Linked DNA regions of Mus musculus: region 1 is linked to region 2. A link is a contact called in public HiChIP or PLAC-seq data. All regions are on one chromosome and are shown on one strand. Each heading gives the region's core, a stretch centred on a gene start, on an enhancer-like site or on the middle of the called end of the contact. The rest is flanking DNA. Distances are from core to core; before and after follow the strand shown.

Evidence for each region. HiChIP or PLAC-seq counts read pairs in DNA pulled down with a chosen protein or histone mark.
Region 1: an H3K27ac HiChIP or PLAC-seq map of embryonic stem cells shows a contact between it and region 2, with 5 read pairs. The contact joins two enhancer-like sites. A contact is called at or near these places in 1 of 484 Hi-C or Micro-C datasets (stem cell-derived epiblast-like cells), 1 of 115 datasets of contacts at active chromatin or transcription factors (embryonic stem cells) and 1 of 9 other capture datasets (embryonic stem cells).

What each region holds. Positions count from the first base shown.
Region 1 is chr6:93,950,238-93,952,937 of GRCm38.p6, forward strand. All of the region lies in intron 1 of Magi1 (membrane associated guanylate kinase, WW and PDZ domain containing 1), which reads right to left. Among named protein-coding and RNA genes, the nearest start is that of Gm22840, 61 kb to the left of the region's middle. Within about 2 kb of position 1,379, at least 5 of the 459 cell types and tissues checked have an H3K27ac peak or open chromatin away from gene starts, as enhancers often do. A contact at or near this core is called in embryonic stem cells, where this site is marked.
Region 2 is chr6:93,756,603-93,759,302 of GRCm38.p6, forward strand. Magi1 (membrane associated guanylate kinase, WW and PDZ domain containing 1) reads right to left here. Exons shown (of 24, transcript NM_001029850.4): 9 at 1,053-1,162. Among named protein-coding and RNA genes, the nearest start is that of Gm23035, 36 kb to the right of the region's middle. Within about 2 kb of position 1,264, at least 78 of the 459 cell types and tissues checked have an H3K27ac peak or open chromatin away from gene starts, as enhancers often do. A contact at or near this core is called in embryonic stem cells, where this site is marked.

The sequences.
Region 1 (2,700 bases), core at 129-2,628, 190 kb after region 2:
CAGGAGGGAGCACAGAGACCTTAGTCGAGGAGCTTAGGTGGGAGAGAAAGGGGCTTTGTATCTTAGGCTGCAGCAAGGAACCTGTACCTTCCTCTAAGTGCAGGGGGATGTTCCAAGGGTTTCCAGCTGTAGCAGAGGGCATGGTATACATTTTCACATGCAGTGGGTTGTGCAGGAGTAGGTGACAGGAAGAAGCCAGTATATCCACAGCAGGTAAAGAGGAGTGTTGTTGACCCAGGGAAGGACAGAGAAGAGCAGGAGAGGATAGAAGGGAGGTGTAATTTAGTGCTGAGGCTGACTGGGGCGGGTGGTGGCTTGAATGAAAAATGCCTCCCATAATCTCATGTACTGAACACTTGATCCTTCGCCAGAGACAGTTTGGGAAGGTTACAGAAGCTTTACGAGGCAAAGCCGTGCTAGAGTAGGTGCGCCACTGCTGGTGGGCTTTGAGGGTTTATAATCTGGCCTCCCTCCCTTTGCCTTCTCTGTTTCCTGTGTGCTCTCTGTGCTCCCCCAATGCTAGGCAAGTCTCAGGCTCCTGATTCCATGCCATGATGGGCTCTGTCATTGTGTTATCTATAAGTCAAAACCAAACCATACTCTCCTTTAAATTGCTTTTGGTCATGATATTTATCATAGCAACAGGAGAGTAAAATACCAAGGTGTTTTTTTTTTTAAACTGGCAATGAATGGGTCCAGCAGCCCATAAAGCAGCCCATAAAGCCGAGTTGAGCCCTATTGTCTATGACCTAATGTCAGATCATATCATGAATGAGATTTATGTCCACATTTTATAGGCATTTGTAAAATATAATTCAAAATGTTGTGTGTTTTATCAATTCACTACAACCTAGATAACCATTACCAAGTAAGCATGTGAATTATCTTTTGTATACAAAATCCACCTGTAGTTGTGAGCTACGCCACAGGCCTATAATCTTGGCATTTGGGAGATAGAGGCAGGCTCAGGAGTTCAAGTTTATTCTTGGCTGCATAAGTAGTTTGAGGCCAGCCTACATGAGCCTACATGTATCATAACAGGCACATAGAGTCTATATTTAGTATTTTTCCAGGATCCATGTAATGGTATTGGAGCAAAAATTGTGGAAATGTTTAAGGCTCTTAAAACAAATTCTCTCCAAAAGACTATGGTAGTGTCCCCATCTCCCACCTAATCTTTTTCTTAGGTTTTTGTTTTTGTTTTTTGTTTTTTGTTTTTTGGTTTTTTTTTCTTTTAAAGTTATATAACCTAGGCTGGCCTCAAACTGATTTTTCTGCTATTAAGTCCAAAGTCCCTGACTCCCACCCCACCCCATTGCAGCACTGACCTTGTCCTAAACAGAAAGACTCTGGCCTGGTAATACAAACATTCTTACTGGATTAACACTTCCAAAGGCAGGTTTCTGTTTATCAGGACCTGTCTTTAATCTTAACATAAAGGTCAACTCCCTAGGGCAAGGGCCTCTAGATGCTATAATAGTCAGAACCCCCCACCCTGCTGTCATTTCAAGTTGGTTTGCTCTTTCACCCTTTTGTTCTCTCTGCCCCACCCCACAAAGTCGTGGCAGTCTGGTCCCCAATCAACTTTTCTTTCTGCCCATGGAGTGGTCTATTTTCCCTGTATCCTTGCTTACTCCTGCCTCTAATTCCTGTGTGCTGAGATTACAGGTGGGCCTCACACCATCCCTAGCCATTTCAAATGGCTCAAAACTGCTGGAGAGATTTCTCATATACCAGACATTTGGATGTTCTACCTAATGCTACAATGTAAACCTTAAATATATATTGTTGTCGAAAGTGCCCTGTATGTGGAATTACTTCATTCCCAAAGGCCATACCAATTTCTGCTAAGGTATAGGAAAAGTTCAATGTCACGCAGGTGACAAGGAATGTTGAAGTGAGAATGGGTTTTCCCTTTTAATTAGTTTCTCCTAACCTTGACAAATTGCTCTCTATAGAAAATTAATTTAGAGAATGGCCTATTGAGAAATAATGAATGGCTGTCATTATCATGTGTATTTAACCAAAAAAAAAAAAAAATCCAAAACAAAACAAAAGAAACCCCCAATCTGGGAACACTGGATATGTCAAGTCGTTATATAGTTACCTCAGACTTCTTTACCCCAAATAACACCAAAGCAATGGCCTAAGTCAGGGTTGGCTATATCTTTCTATACAGGATGAAATTAAAGTATCTTTTCCCAGCCATGGATAACATTAGTTAGTGTACAGGCCCCTGGCCTGCCTTTAGGAAGTGTTGCAAGGTGTCCCTGGTGTGTGCTGCATAGAAAAAGTCCCACCCACCCTAGCACTCAGCTGCGCCCCACCCCCACCCCCACCCCCACTTTATGTTCCCAGTCCTCCTGCTTTCTCTGTGCCCTCATGGCTCTACTTCTGTCTGTCTGTCCATCTACATGTCCACTTGTTGGCCTCTTTCTCTTTCCCAGGCCCTCACTCCTTTCTCCTTCCCTAATATACCTCTTTTATACCAGGTCTGTTGTATGACATAATTTCTCAGGGGCACACTTTGGCAAGGCCCATTAAGGATAGTCCCTTGCTCTATTATATTTCATAAAATACTGTATGTGTGTGTGTGTGCTTCCATCAAAACTGTACTTACAAGAAGAGAAGAGACAGACAAGGAGGGACACACCTGTTGTGGAAGGAGGCTGGCATAGGCTAAATAGTAAGATCCTCCCA
Region 2 (2,700 bases), core at 14-2,513:
CATACACATTTAAAATATATAGTATATAAATTAATTATGTTAAATATTTAATATATAAATTAATTAAATATATAATAATATATAGCATATAATATGTATTATATATAACGTGGGAACAAAAGTGTTATAGTTCATATTCACATAATTGATATTATACTTAGATGGTATAAAGCCTACCACTGAAAGATTTAATGAAAAATTAGGAAAACCTTAAATATTAATAAATGGATAGCTACATATTAGTAGAAACACTCATTACGTAGCACATCTTTTAGCCATTAAAACTATGAGTCAACTCAAACCTTCAAGCAGGTTTAAGAAATAAAAAGTGAAAAAAAGTTGCTCAAATGAAATATATTTACTCACAAAATTATTCTTGGTTTTGGTATTTGTGATTTTTATTTACCAGAAAAATTCTACACAGTGAGCCCCTAAGAATGGGATGGGGCAAGCACTGGAAGATTTAATGTTCCCCCCTCTTCCTGGGTTATTTTGATTTCTCTAAAGAATATGAATTTGTTTGGGGCAGTGGTGGCACACGCCTTTAATCCCAGTACTTGGGAGGCAGAGGCAGGCGGATTTCTGAGTTTGAGGCCAGCCTGGTGTACAGAGTGAGATCTAGGACAGCCAGGGCTACACAGAGAACCCTGTCTTGAAAAACCAAAATAAAATAAAAAAAAAATAAAAGAATATGATTTGTGACTTCCCAGAAGCATGCAGATCCTTCTGTACGGCGTTTCTAACGTGAAAAAGGAGCCTAGTGCCCAGAAACTCTGCTTAAATGTTACACAGGGATCACCATGCAAATGCTGCAGGGGCCCAAATTCCCTCAGCTCCGCAAGTTAAATTCCATCCAAAGCAAGGCAGAGGTCTGAGCGCTATGCAGGGGCGCCCCCTTCTGCAGTGTGCTGGGGTGTGCTGTTGGAGGGAGGGGTGACTAGAGGAGAAAAGAATCTATCATCAAGGCCAGCTCTGACCACACGGGGGTGACAGTGCCTAGGCTTTACCCCACACTCCCAGCTCAGGGAAATGCCTCCAGCAAAGAAGCCAACCTTCTGGCTGCGGTGGCTGAGGCTGCTGCTGTTGCTGCTGCTGTTCAAGCTGTTTCTTCCGTTTGGCTTCTAGGACTGGGTTTTCATATTGCGTCTTCCTGTTGATGTGGCTGGGAAGAAAGGAAAGCAGTTCTCAGGGAGGAAATACTCATTCTAGCAAGAAAAGGCCGGGCAAATCGATTAGTTGAGGCACAGCAGAGGGTCTGGAGTGGATATGCAGATAGACATAAACACAGCTCCCATTATGGCTGTGTATGTGCAGTGAGACCTAGGGTGTGGTTGGAATGCATCTTACTAGAAATCCCTAGCAAATGTCCTGAGGCAAATAGCTTTACTCACCAGCGGAAAGCCCTTGTTTACAGGGAACCTGTTCCCAGAGCCCCAGTGAATGCTGGAGCCCAGGATAGCGTCCAATCCAATATGAATATGGTTTTCCCTCTGCATCTGTACACACCTATGACCCAGTTTAACTTATAAAACAAGCACAGCAACAGATCAACAGCAACAATTCACTGTAGCCCTCAGTAGTTTCCACATATGATTTATTTCCTTAGCCACTTAAAGGAACTTCTGCCTGCCTCTTCAGCACGTTCCAATTGCCCACGCTGTGACCTTTGTGCTCTGGGCCTATCAGGAAGTTAAATAAGGGACATTTGAACACAGTGTATGACAGTGTATGACACTGTGACAGCTGACCTTGTAACTGAGCTGGCCACCAAGTGACTGATTGACAGGCAGTGCATAAAGCTTAGCTGCACTGGATGAGGGGTGCTTTGTGGCCTAATCTCCATGGAGCAGCAAGGAAAGAGACCTTACCGTGCCCTGAATGACACCCAACTTGAAACTTAAATTTTATTTATTTTTTTCTAAAGTTTTCTATGCCATTTTTTTTTTCAAGCAACAATTCACCTTGAGTATGTGAAGCATGTAAGTGTGGACACAATAGTATTTCATGTGGGGATGAGAAGTACGCCTCTGTGTAGTTCTCTTTGTGTGGCATTATTAACTAGTATGCTCACTCAGCTATGCTTGCTTTTGAATTCAAGGGCTTGAGCCAGTGACTCTACCCCTATTTCAAAGCTAGCATCTGAGAGGGGGGGGGTACATTAAATTCACCAAGAAGTACACTCTGAATTACTAAGAATTAAGAGTCAACTGGAGCTGGGATGTTGTCTGTGGTCTACAATAGCAAAACTCTTGAATGGCTTTACATAGCAAGGTATGGAGAAGCCTAAGGGTGAAGTCAAAAGGACTCCACTAACATCTGTCAATTATGGCAACCCAATGAATGACCAAGAGGAAAGACCAAATTCACAGCCTATAGGCAATGATAGTTCTAAGGTAGTTAAACTATGTGAATGCAATGTATTTAAAGTGACAAAGATCCAGACATTTTAGATGACTCTGTCACTAGTAAGGCCGGGCAAGCACACGCACTTACCCCCACAACGCACACACATCAACATACACCCATCATCCACATGAGTGTTTCTGTGTGATGGCCTTATTTATTTTGTATTTATACTAAGTATAAATACATGTATATATAGATGGTTTCACATATACATATGTGTGTATGTACACGTGTATGTACTCCTTTAGCCAAAACAACAGTTCATTAGAAGTTTGGGGGCATACCTATTACGTT